Linked DNA regions of Mus musculus: all the other regions are linked to region 3. A link is a contact called in public Hi-C data. All regions are on one chromosome and are shown on one strand. Each heading gives the region's core, a stretch centred on a gene start, on an enhancer-like site or on the middle of the called end of the contact. The rest is flanking DNA. Distances are from core to core; before and after follow the strand shown. Region 1 has its middle 3.5 kb from the start of Gm41032. Region 2 has its middle 15 kb from the start of Gm41033. Region 3 has its middle 36 kb from the start of Foxd1.

Region 1 (3,669 bases), core at 742-3,241, 150 kb before region 3:
TACGCCTGTGTTTTTTTTTTTTTTTCCTTTTTGGAGTTTAACCTCTCTGAAGAAAAGTACTGTCCAATTTAACTCCAATACGGCCACTTTAAAGAGCGTTTCCCGAGATGCAGAGGCTCAATGGAAGTTCCTTTTGCTTAGGCTTATTATGACTTTATAGGTCCAAATACATATCTTTTGATGCTTTAATTAAGGCTTGTGGGTAAATTATGAAAGAAAGAAAACATTTTAATCAGCTTATAAGGAACGAGACCCATGACGTTCCCAATTGAAGCCACAGCACACTGCCCTGTAGGACATCCGACTGTGTCTTTTCATTGGTCTATCCCAGGATTCGAACAGCAGACTTGAAAGTGACAGGGCTAGGTATCAAACGGTTGCTCGGGCTGTTTCTTCAGTCACGGCGCCTACCCAGGAGATTTTCTTGGGGGTGCGGCTGACCTTTTAAACCAGAGATGGGCAAGGAAACATCCTGGTGTCTTGGCCACAGAAAGGGGTTCATCCTAAGCAGATGGGAGCAGGGTAAAGAAAACAGAGTAAGTGCTCTGTGACTGGTTTTGTTTGCTATCGCTGATTGAGTTTGCTCTTGGCACTACAGGGCTACCTGTCCCCACAGTGAAGTTTTCTAGAAAGAACCTCCTAATGCTCCCTGGGACAGTACTCCCAGGACAGTGCTCCCTAGGACAATGCTCCCCAGGACAGTGCTCCCAAGGACAGTGCTCCCAAGGACAGTGCTCCCAGGACAGTGCTCCCGAGGACAGTGCTCCCTAGGACAGTGCTCCCGAGGGCAGTGCTCCCGAGGACAGTGCTCCCTAGGACAGTGCTCCCTAGGACAGTGCTCCCTAGGACAGTACTCCCAGGACAGTGCTCCCTAGGACAGTGCTCCCCAGGACAGTGCTCTCTCTCTCTCTCTAGGACAGCCACAGTCTCACGGCCTAGTCTTCCAAGTGCCCTACTCTTCCAGTCTCATGTTCATTTTCAAGGCATTGGCTCTTGCCCTAATCTCACTGTTCCCCACATTTGTTCTCTGTTTGGAAGCCAGGTCTGAGACTGGCACACAGCCTCTGTGGATCCAGACCCTGCCACCAGCTGATGATGGAGGAGGACACCCTGTGTGACACCCCTTGTCCTACTGTAGCCTTCTGCACTCTCTTCTGTGAGGCAGATGTGTCACATGCCTCATAGAATTTATGTTTGTACAGACTCAATGCTGTTCGTACAGTAGAGCTAGTCTCACCTGAGACGACCTTAAATGAACAACCTCTATCCTCTCCTAACCCTGGAGAATTGGGATTGCTGAGATCTGGGCTCTGGGTCCCTATTCTAACAGCTTCTCCAGGTGACTCTGACACAGCATGAGAAGCGCTGCCTAGTGTATGTGACAGGTAGGGAAGGGAGACTGTCTTTGCACAAGCAGGAAATCAGCATGTTCATTGTAGGTGATGGAGCAGGGCTGAGGGAACATCAGAATTCACCCAGATCTTACTTACACCTTGATGTTACACATTTTAAACTAAAATATTAACTTCAAGCAGTGTTACCGACACAATTGTGTCCCTGAGCACATGTCATTTGAGACAAGCAAGTACCCCACAAGGGTCCAAGGTTCTGTCAGTCCCTGGGGCTAGAACATGTCAGGTTCTGAAGTAAGCAGCAAGGATTATGGGATGCGCTTCGCCAGCTGAGAGCAAAGGATCTGTCCATTTCTTGCACAGAATCTGACTTCCCATATAAACATGTTACTAAAACTAGCCTGTTCTGTCCATTGGCAGCTGGTGTGGTGGCTTCTTTGCCCCGTTAGGTGATACACCCCCAATTAGATAAACTGCGGCTTATTGCTATTAATGCCTTTTGAAGTTAGGGTGAAGTTAAAATTGTAGGCTAGCCAGTAAGTCTAACAAGGCATTTTAATAACTTCCCAAAGTGGAACAGACACATGCAAGCCGGCCAGGTTTGCCTCTGTGTCCAGTGGACTTCTGGAATCTCTGGTTACGCAATGTTGGGAAACATCCTCATTTGGATAATGTGTTACACGTGGTTAAGACGGGCTTTTGCTGCTGTTAAGATAGCTTTCCTTGCAATCTTAGCATTCTTTCTCTTAAGCAGACAGCAGGGCGGCTTTATCCTGAGTTACACATGTAGGGTTTACAAAGCAAAATGTGGCACATGAGATATTTGATTGCATCTCTTGTTTCTTTATGCATTGTATTTTAAAAGAGACAAAGACAGTTACATCACAGTTTTTTTGGGGGGCCACTCAACAAAATCTTTGTTGCTCCTCAGAGCTGTCCAAAGTCACTTTATGGATAAAAGTCTAAGATGATGTCCCTTATGCCCGTCCTTTGACCTTGATGGTCACAGCCTGCTGCACCAAGTATCTCCCAACCCCGTTGTTTATAGTTTATGTGGACATCAAAACCTCCAAGAAGATTCCAAGAGCCTCTTGTTCAGGATAGAGTCTTCTGGAGCAGGAGTTCTGTTTATCCTGCTTCAATGAGTTGCAGACTGGAATTTCCCCAGAGCCATCATCTCCCATGCTCCGAGGAAGGATGCCAAGCATCGAGCACTGGGCAATGGCGAAGAGCTCGAGGCCACTTTGCCTCAACTTGGTGCTTGTCCATCACTGGTCCCTGGAAACAATCTGGCTTTTCTTTCTGCAGCCAAGGCTTGGCACTCAAGTGCAGCTTTGCCCAGCTTCTCTTCTGTCGGGTCTACTCCCAGAAAGCAGTTGCTCATTTAGATGAACTGCTCCTGGCATGTGCTCATGTGTAACTAACAAAGGGATTCTTCTGGGGTTGTGGGGGTAGGGCAGCAGGGCAGAGAGAATATGTTCCTGCAGGAGAAGCCATTTATCTAAGCTGGCATCTGCAGCTGGCCTTATCTAGTGCAGGCTGTACTGGCTGATACACACCAGTGAGCCCAGCCCTGGGGAAGCTAAGGCAGGGGGACTAGTAGTTCCTGGTCAGCCTGGGCTACACTGGGACATCCTGTGTCAATGCAAACAATTAATAATAAAACTCAGGTTACCTCGAGGACCCAGTCACTGCTTTGAGTAGCAAACTATTTGAAGAGCAGAGACCTTGGAGACAGTCTGGCAAGAACAGAGGATTCTGGGAGAAATGGAACTACACAAACCAAATTACCTCTGATGAAGGAAACCTTTTCCTACCTCGGATTCTCTTTTGACCCTAGAACTAGCCGTAGCCTTCCCCTGCAGCATGCCCGGCCTGGAGACCCACACTGTACTGTCGGTGAGCTTCTCTCTCTGTCAGAGCTAAATCTGCCAGGGGCTATGCAAGTGTGGAGGTTAAATAGGTCCAAGCACATCAGGAAGGAGAAATTCAGTCCCCCAGGCTCCAAGTGGCTCACCTGATATGGCCTAGTCTCTCAGCAGCTTGCTGAGCTTGGATTTTTTTTTCCTTTTTTTTTTTTTTTTTTTGCAAGGTGGAATTTAATAACAGTATAACAAAAAATAAGAGGATTGTGAGGAAAGAGAAGAACTAGAACGCAGAGGCTTAGCTGACACCGATACCTGGAACTGGACTTTGCCAGGAAAACTAGCCCAAGCGTGATTGTGTTTTATTCCTTACTTCCTACTTGCAGTAGGATCGAATGGATTGCTTAAATATCATTCTTTCTTTCTTATCAGAAAATACTATTAACCTAAGA
Region 2 (4,197 bases), core at 1,580-4,079, 200 kb before region 3:
CAGATCTGCTCTGAACTATACAGAGTAAGAGATGAGACTGTGAACCTTCCTGGGTGTTGCTGGGGACAGCATAGGACTGTCCAGAGGCCCAGGTAGGAACCCAGAAGCTGGTCTGGCAAAGGCTTTTCTGTACGGGAAAACCAAAGTATAGCTCAGAGTCCTTAGAATGAGAGACATAAAGAAATGGAAGTCTAGCCAAGCAGGAACTTCCCCCAAAGAAGACTCGAGAGCCCAGTGGTAAATCTTTCCTCTTTCCGAGCTGTGATGTGGAGTCCAGCTACAGGCAGGACCAGCCCAGCCTGTGACAGGCTTTAATTATTTTAGCGTAAGAAATGTGTGCTTTGTAAACATACCAGATGTCTTTCTTTTGTTTATTTTAATTTTTTGTTTGTTTTATTTTTGTTGTCACGGATGTTGTTGTTTTAGTAGAACTTTAAGGATGGGGGGGGGGGGACAGGGTCCTTACCCTTGTTTGGGAAGGTCCAGCTGGAGAATCAGAGAATCTTTTTCCAGCTCAAGACCCTGGGGAGGTAAATCATGAAAGTGTGATAAATCAGGACCCCAGAAGTGGCTGCTCTGGGATTCCCTGGGGGGCTCTTAGTAACCTCCTCAACACATTGCATGGATGGGGGAGGCAATGGGATTGTGGAGGATAGAAAGGAAAGCACCAGGGGCTGGAGAGGTGGCTCAGCGGTTAAGAGCACTGGCTGCTCTTCCAGAGGTCCTGAGTTCAATTCCCAGCAACCACATGGTGGCTCAGGACCATCTGTAATGAGATCTGATGCCCTCTTCTGGTGTGTCTGAAGACAGCTACAGTGTACTCATAAAGAAATAATTCTAAAAACGGAAAGAAAGAAAGAGAGAGAGAGAGAGAGAGAGAGAGAGAGAGAGAGAGAGAGAGAGAGAGAGAGAGAGAGAGAGAAGCATCCCCTGTTAGGCATCAAAATGAACAAGTGATCAGAGCCCCACCTTTTCTCACAAGCCCAACAACCTCCTTACAGAGCTTCCTGGACAACAGGAAGTTGTTCATGGCTCGTCCACCCAATGCTGTTGCTGATCATTCCCTCTTTTCCACGAAGAGCACAACACATCTAAGCCTGCAGTCTTTGCAGCAGAACTGCCTGGCATCAATTAGCACCAACTTCTGGCGAATGGCAATCCTTAAACAAGCATGGAGATGTTCGCAGTGTGAGTATTTAACACGATCTATAAATGAGCACCCATGACTTGGCCCCACAAGGCAACCAGACTCAGGCAAATTGTGACCCTGTGACCCAGGGATAAGCCCGTGACCAGAATCAAGTCCAAGGGTCCAACTCCCCTCATCTTCATCAAGCTTTTCAGCCAACCACACAAAAACAGATTTCCCAGGGCTGACAACAGACGGATTAAGCCCAACTGCTCTTGTTCTAAGATGTCTTCAAAAACAAACAAACAAACAAACAAACAAACAAACAAACCAACCAAAGCCCACAACTTCCCTGTTCACAGTGGGGGAGAAGCTGTGGGTGTGGAAGCAGAGGGGGTGGGTAATTTATTCAGGAGCTGGGAAGCTGAGAAACAGATTTGAAGACAAATAACTTCAAAGCCCTCAAGAGAACGTCCATAAAACATAAGCCAGCCAGCCAGCCAGCGAGTGAGTCAAGCCCACTTGGAGTTTCTAGGGAGGAACGTTTACCAGCACCACGAATAATTTTTCATCTGTCACGAGATCCTGAACCAGCAGAAACCTGGATGACCACAGGGAAATGAGTCTCCATCTGCTCTTGGTTTCCCAAGCCATATTCGTCAGGGGCGCAGCAAAAGTCAGGAAGCCTACCCTCTTCAAGCACATTCGATTTTCACCTTGTTTGACAAACGGAGGATAGTATATTTTTTTGGCAGCTGAAATCCAGAAAGGCCACGCACCCACACTCGACCAGATGCGGAAGTCCTTTATAGGCAGTAACCTGAAACACATTCTTGTGCCTGGCCCTGCCAAAGGGCAGCCAGGCTGGTTCACCTGGGACGAAACTATGCCCTTGTCCATCTCCTAACTCCATACTGTAGATCCGCTGTCCTTCCACCGTAATCACGTGACTGCCCAGAAAGCCAGCCAGGTCCTTGGTCAACTGCCTTAGATGGCCAGCTCTGGAGGACCTTTCTCCTGTCAGAGCCCACAGGGTCTCCGTACCTCGGCGTCACCCAATCGACAGTTTTTCTGCTCGGTGCCCCCCCGGCCCCTGCCCCCCCTGCACTAACTCAAGTGTCTCCCATCGGGTCTGCGGCGGCGGCAGCGCTGGTCCTAAGTGACCGAGAGACCCACGCGGTTTTCCCTGAATGGCCACGAGGGGGCAGGAAAGAGGCTCGAGGCCGCAGGTCAACCCAGCTCCTGGTGGCGCAGAGGCGCGGAGCAGGGACAGAGCTGGCAGCCAGGAGGCGGCGGGGGCCCCCAGGAGTCCCGGGAGGACAGTGAAGAGACGCAGCTGGGTCCGCACCGACGCCGCCGCTCTGCGACTGGTCCGAATCCCTGGGTTCTGCTGGCGCGGCGACTCGAAACCGGGAGTCCTGCAAGTGGTCGCCAGGGAGCTCCTGGCTCTCTGAGCCGGGAGGTCCCTTCATCCCTCACACGGACATTTCATCCTGGGAAGAAAGGTGTCCATTTCTTCCCGCCTTCCCTTCTGCCTCTGAAACCTCCCTGCCCCGAAACTGGAGACCACTGTTACCCTTCCACCCGCCACCCCAACCCCACTATATATTTGCATACGCGGAGTGCAGAGTTGCTGAAATTAGCCCATTAGACTTTTGTGACTCAGGAGCCAGCTTTTGATATATGATTCACATTGGCTCCCTCAGCTACCAGTTTCCACAGGTTTCTGTCACCTCGCCCCAAGAAGATACCGTTCAACCGGTTCTCCTCTCTTTGCCAAGCTTTGTCCCTTTTTCTTCTCCCGGATTCGAATGCGTTCTGAATCCTTGGAACTGGAGCTAAACAATGGTTCTGGCTCAGCAGGGTCAACATAGATTTAAAAACAGACTGATCAAAGTTCAGTGGGATATTTGTGTGCTTTTGAGCGGACATTTAATTCTTTGATTAAAAATATTTTCCAGTTTTCTCTTTTAAGGAAAAAGAAAACTCTTGGCTTTAAAAATATTTGCAGTGCTTTGTTTCCTTGGTGATAATTATTTTGGAATATCTAATAAGATATATAAAAATGATAATGTAAAATTTTATTGTTTTTTTCAAAACAGACCTGGCTCAAAGAGACTAGGGAACTATTCTGATGCTAATAAGCAATCGAGTAAGAATATGATTTTAAAAGCCTTAACAGCAAAACCAAAGAAAGCCTGCTTTCCTCCTCTGGGCCTAGCTATCTGATGTTGTGTCTCAGTGGAAGGGAGCAGGTGGGCCCCTCCCAGAGCTCGGCTTGTCTGGGGCTACAGCCCCCCGCCCCCCCCCCCAGCCGGCCTCGGCTTCAGGCTCCACTCTCTCCCACCCCTTCCAGGAGGAAGCTAGTCCAACCTGACAGAGAGCAATGATCTCAGTGTACCAGCATGCAAACGAGGGACAGCGAGGCTCCTTCATGACACTGTGGCCCAGGGCTCCTAATATCTGCGCCAGTGGTTTGCTCCTTTTATGTCAGGATCTTCGGTTACTCAGTGTCTAGTTCTCCAGCAGGGCAGTGGCCCAGGCGGTCGGATTTTCCACTCGCTCTTCTGCTGGCTTTCTACCTCCACCCCTTGGAAATTCGGGCGATTTGCTTGCATCTCCAGCAGAGGGTAGGCAGGAGAAAGAAAAAAAGCTGCGGTTCTGAGTTGACTGTTCCAGGGTTGGTGGGAAAAGAGCCGCGCTGTTGGCTAAAATGAGATTTGGGGATTATCAGTGGATTTAATCTGGTCTCACATTTACCATCTCTGCAAATAATTAGAGATTACTAGTCACATTCAGAAGTTGCATTAACCTCAAAGAATTCACAGAAAATCTAAATAGGCTTAAATCCCATCCCGGGATCCAGAATGTGAAGTGCAAGCTACCGTTCCAGATAATTAACATTTTAGGCTCTCCCCTCCCACGGGGGCGGAGCTACAACGACACCTAGGTGTGTGAATAGACTTGAAATACAGTATGAAGGAGAGAATAGCCCAATAGGAAGAGGACCAGCCGTGCAACACTGCTTCCTTCTCTAGTCTCCAAGAGACTATTCTGATTCGGGAGGT
Region 3 (3,941 bases), core at 30-2,529:
GGTCTACTGTGGGTGTGTCACATGAATTGTGTGCCCCCCCCCGACTGTTGCCTTGCCACATGAACGCTGCCGCCACACAGTTTGATCAGTGCCACCTGCAACTCTCACGCAGTTCACCAGCACCAAGGCCACTGGAAAGTAAACCCAAACAGGATGGCTAGCTGCCACAGATGCTTTGAGAAACAGCACTGGGGGCACGCCCAAACCACCCCCTCTCAAACACGGTGCCACGCTGCCAGAAGCCAGGGAGGAAAGATGGGGCTGGCCAGGAATCTCAAAGTGAACCCTGGGGTGGAGTGGGGCTCACTGGAGTAAGGAGGCAAGGTGACCACGATTGGCTCAAGAATAGCAGTTATCTCAGAAATTAGCCATTCCTGGTTCCCAAACAATGGAGACATCTTCAGGATGAAGGCCCTGGAAAGGAATCGGAAGAGCCCTATCCAACCCACACAGATTGACCCAACCTCTGTTCTAGTGAAAAGCTGAACTGCCTAAATGTTATTAACGTTTGAATAATGGGATACAGACGGAAACCGCTTAGCAAGAGGACTGAAGGCCCATTTATAATCCCCCATGCCCTGGGTTTCTGGAGGAGGCAGTGGAGGAGGCAGAGGGGCAGGGGTTGCTGCGGTTAAGTCTTGAGTTCAGGCTGATCCCACCTTCTCACTGGGAAAGAAAATCTAGAAAAATTCCTTCACAGCGGTTACTGGGCACTGATAGGAGGCAGAGCAATGGGAATTTGCCCTATTAGAAAGCAGCCCATGCTATTATACAGAGGAGCTGTTGCAAAGGCAAGCTACAGACAGCCTGGGTATTTTTCATACCGGGACTAGTGTGCTCTGGACAAACACAAATAGCTCCCAGCCTGCAAAGGGGTATAAACCTTCCAACCATGAATGAGTTCCCTGCCACCACCACCGACCCCCTCCTAAGGGTGCCTGGCCCTGCCAAGAAATCATTTACAAATAAAGAGCTCTCAGAAATGTGCCCTACCTTCGGCCAAAGAGAAGAACCTCTTTTCCAATAAATATTTGGCCAGGAAAGGGGGAGAGAGGCCAAGAGTCACAGAGGGAGGGGAGCAGCGGCCTGGGTTTGTTTGCATTGCCCGGCCAGAGCGGGAGCAGCCGGGCGCAGCTGACCACGGGTACAGATAGGTTAATTTCCACATGGAGCTGCAGAAACCCTATCCGCGGGTTGCGAAGCGTGGGTCAGCCAAGGCATGTTAATCTGTTTAGCATGTGCGCCGCACGGAGGAGCCAGACCACCGGGGCGCAGGAGGCGCGGCCGCAGCCGCAACCGCAGCCGCAGCCGCGCTCCTCCGGGGGAGTTAATAAAGAGCTTAAGGCAAGTAAATGTATCGAGCTTGCGCGCGGCTCCGGGCCGGCGGCCTCGGGGAGGGCGAGGCTGCCTGCGGCCGGCCATCGCGTCCCGCAGCCCTAGGAACCGCTCTCAGCGAGCCCGGCGCCCGAGCCTCCCGGGCGCCCGCGGGCCGGACTCCCATCGAGCGGGCCGGGTCGGGAAGCGCCGCGGTGGGGAGGAGGGGGAGCGAGGGCCTAGCCATCTCGAACATTTTTAACTAATCAAAATATTTGCTGATGAGTATTTATTTTTACAAGAAGTCGGTTTGGCTGGAGACCTTCCGAGCAACAATATGGGCTGCCGTATTAGGTTTGTGCCCCAGCCAAGTGCGGTTGGGCTTATTGAATCTGTGCGCACAGAGATCACTCGCTCCGGAGATGTTTCTGTGTTTTGGGGAAGGCGTTTTTTTTCCCAAGACCATCTTTCTGCAGATGTCCCTTAGAACACAACCACATGTCCCCCAAAGCACGGGGTACTTCTTGTATTATGTTTAGGCTGAATGAAAAGATCGCACGCCCTTTCCTGTCCAAGTCAACAAAAGAGAGGAAGAAGAGAAAAAAATCTGTCTTAAGAAAGAAGGCCAGAGCTAAGAGGTCCCAGTATAAGCACTATCAGCACAGGATTAATCCAGGCCAACACCCCACACACACTCCGTGGTCCTGCTAAGCTTTTCCTTCCTCTTGCCTCTCCTCTCTCAAAACTCACCCAAGAAAGCCTCATTTCAGCTTTCCTCCAGTAAAGCTGTTGAGTTTGGTCCAAAAGCGATTAAACAGCTGTTGCATTGAGTCATTGCAAAGCCACTGGCCACTGTCTAGGAAAAACCGAGAAAGCTTAAGTCAAAGTGAGGTCTGACAATGGGCAACTGAGGGTTCAGAGTAAACAGTCTTGATCTATAAAGACGCCTGGGAAACACTAGGCCATCACTCCGTACCGGTTAATAACAGAAGTGGGTGACGCTACCCTGGCTGCTGTTGGTCACATGAAGAAAATGGTATTTCTGTAAATTCAATCCTGGGCCCCAACTACCTGGTGAGTTGTCTTCTGACCCCACAAGTGCACTGAAACACACACACACAGAGAGAGAGAGAGAGAGAGAGAGAGAGAGAGAGAGAGAGAGAAAGAGAGAGAGAGGGAGGGAGGAGGGGGCTGCTACTAGGGGGTGGGGTAGTCCCTCACCCGACACCCTCAGCTATGTCTACTAAAGTAAGCTTTTCAATGGTGCAGTCTTGGGGAAAAAAAGAGGTTGGTTGGGCCAGGCACTCGTGGTGAGGAGACCACCACCAGGAAGTGGCTGCAGGAAATATAAATGAGCCAGTATTGGAATTGTCCAGTCATCTGATCAAGGAGCAAGCAAACCTACCCATCCAGAAAAGACTTCCCAAATGCAGGCTAAAGTAGGCTTCAGATACACAGGAAAACACACATCTGTAGCTGTGGGATTCCTAAGCTAAGGATCACAGGGAGATGTCCTGTGGTAGCTTCCAAAAGCAAGCAGAGTTGAGGAGGTGGTAAATGAACAGTGAGAAACTGTGACTCACTTCACTCTGTCAGAGGTGTGTTTATGCAGTTTGGGGGCCACAAGTGAAGACATCTGAACTAACACCGCTCCCTCCCCCACGGGATAGACCCTTGAACTGCCTGGTTTATGATCATCTTGATTGTGGTGACTTCATGACAGTTGCCACCGGTCTGGTGTTGGTTCATATAAGCCTCCCAACTCATAGCTAAATTGTCATGACTTATCAAAGCATGAAGGGAGTTTGTGGTGTCCTTCACTCAGGGAGATCATGACCTTGGGTCTAAAACAGAAAAGGAGAGACCTAGTGGAAATATCTGCACTTCTATTATTCTGAAAATGGTTGGCAGAGATGAGGGAACTGGGGAGAGTAAAAACTTTCAGAGCAGCCCAAAAATCATAACTGTGGAATTTAATATCTTTGGAGTCAACCAAGTGAATAGTTTTGATATTTCAAACCTAGATTTCCATGAGTCAGCAACATCTGGTCCTGTCACTCAAAAAAACGACATCAGTAGTGTCTGGTGTCCAGAGGACCTGTGCAAATGTCTGCTTGGAGAGTGGCATCTTTGCAGACAGGGCCCAAGGATCCATCTCCTGGGAAAGCATCTTAGGTGATGTATGTGTTTATAACACAACAGCATAGGCTGGGTCAGGTAAACTGCAGGGGCTTGCTTCTACCTCTTTAAAGTCCAGTGTCAGGGATGGAAATGTTTGATGCCTGGTGAGGACTCTCCTCTGGCTTGCAAAAACCACCTCTTTGCTGTGTCCCCATGTAGCAGACCAAGCCAACTCTATTAGAAAGGTACTAATCCCATCATTGAGCCCTGCCTGCATGAGTTCATCCAAACCTAACACCTCCCAAAGGCCTAGCCTCCAACTCTCATCATATCGAGGGGCAAGACGATGATACATGAATTTAAGAATGGAAAGATAAGCCTGGCTTGGTGGTGCGTGCCTTTAATCCCAGCACTAGGGTGGAAGAGCCAGGTAGATCTCTGAGTTCAAGGCCAGCCTGTTTTCCAGAGTGAGTTCCAGAATAGCCAGGGTTACACAGAGAAGTCCT

Evidence for each region. A called contact is a pair of places that touch in the nucleus more often than the background predicts.
Region 1: a Hi-C map of the N1E-115 cell line shows a contact between it and region 3, with 4 times the contacts expected there. The contact joins two enhancer-like sites. A contact is called at or near these places in 1 of 15 datasets of contacts at CTCF or cohesin (the NIH/3T3 cell line), 1 of 484 Hi-C or Micro-C datasets (the N1E-115 cell line), 3 of 115 datasets of contacts at active chromatin or transcription factors (craniofacial prominence, forebrain and vascular smooth muscle cells) and 1 of 9 other capture datasets (embryonic stem cells).
Region 2: a Hi-C map of the N1E-115 cell line shows a contact between it and region 3, with 5 times the contacts expected there. The contact joins two enhancer-like sites. A contact is called at or near these places in 10 of 484 Hi-C or Micro-C datasets (the N1E-115 cell line, cerebral cortex, cranial neural crest and 5 more), 12 of 115 datasets of contacts at active chromatin or transcription factors (craniofacial prominence, embryonic forebrain, embryonic hindbrain and 6 more) and 1 of 9 other capture datasets (embryonic stem cells).

The regions. Positions count from the first base shown.
Region 1 is chr13:98,537,828-98,541,496 of GRCm38.p6, reverse strand. No RefSeq gene overlaps it. Among named protein-coding and RNA genes, the nearest start is that of Gm41032, 3.5 kb to the right of the region's middle. Within about 2 kb of position 1,991, at least 5 of the 459 cell types and tissues checked have an H3K27ac peak or open chromatin away from gene starts, as enhancers often do. A contact at or near this core is called in the N1E-115 cell line, where this site is marked.
Region 2 is chr13:98,587,278-98,591,474 of GRCm38.p6, reverse strand. No RefSeq gene overlaps it. Among named protein-coding and RNA genes, the nearest start is that of Gm41033, 15 kb to the right of the region's middle. Within about 2 kb of position 2,829, at least 74 of the 459 cell types and tissues checked have an H3K27ac peak or open chromatin away from gene starts, as enhancers often do. A contact at or near this core is called in the N1E-115 cell line and nephron progenitors, where this site is marked.
Region 3 is chr13:98,388,714-98,392,654 of GRCm38.p6, reverse strand. No RefSeq gene overlaps it. Among named protein-coding and RNA genes, the nearest start is that of Foxd1, 36 kb to the right of the region's middle. Within about 2 kb of position 1,279, at least 50 of the 459 cell types and tissues checked have an H3K27ac peak or open chromatin away from gene starts, as enhancers often do. A contact at or near this core is called in the N1E-115 cell line and nephron progenitors, where this site is marked.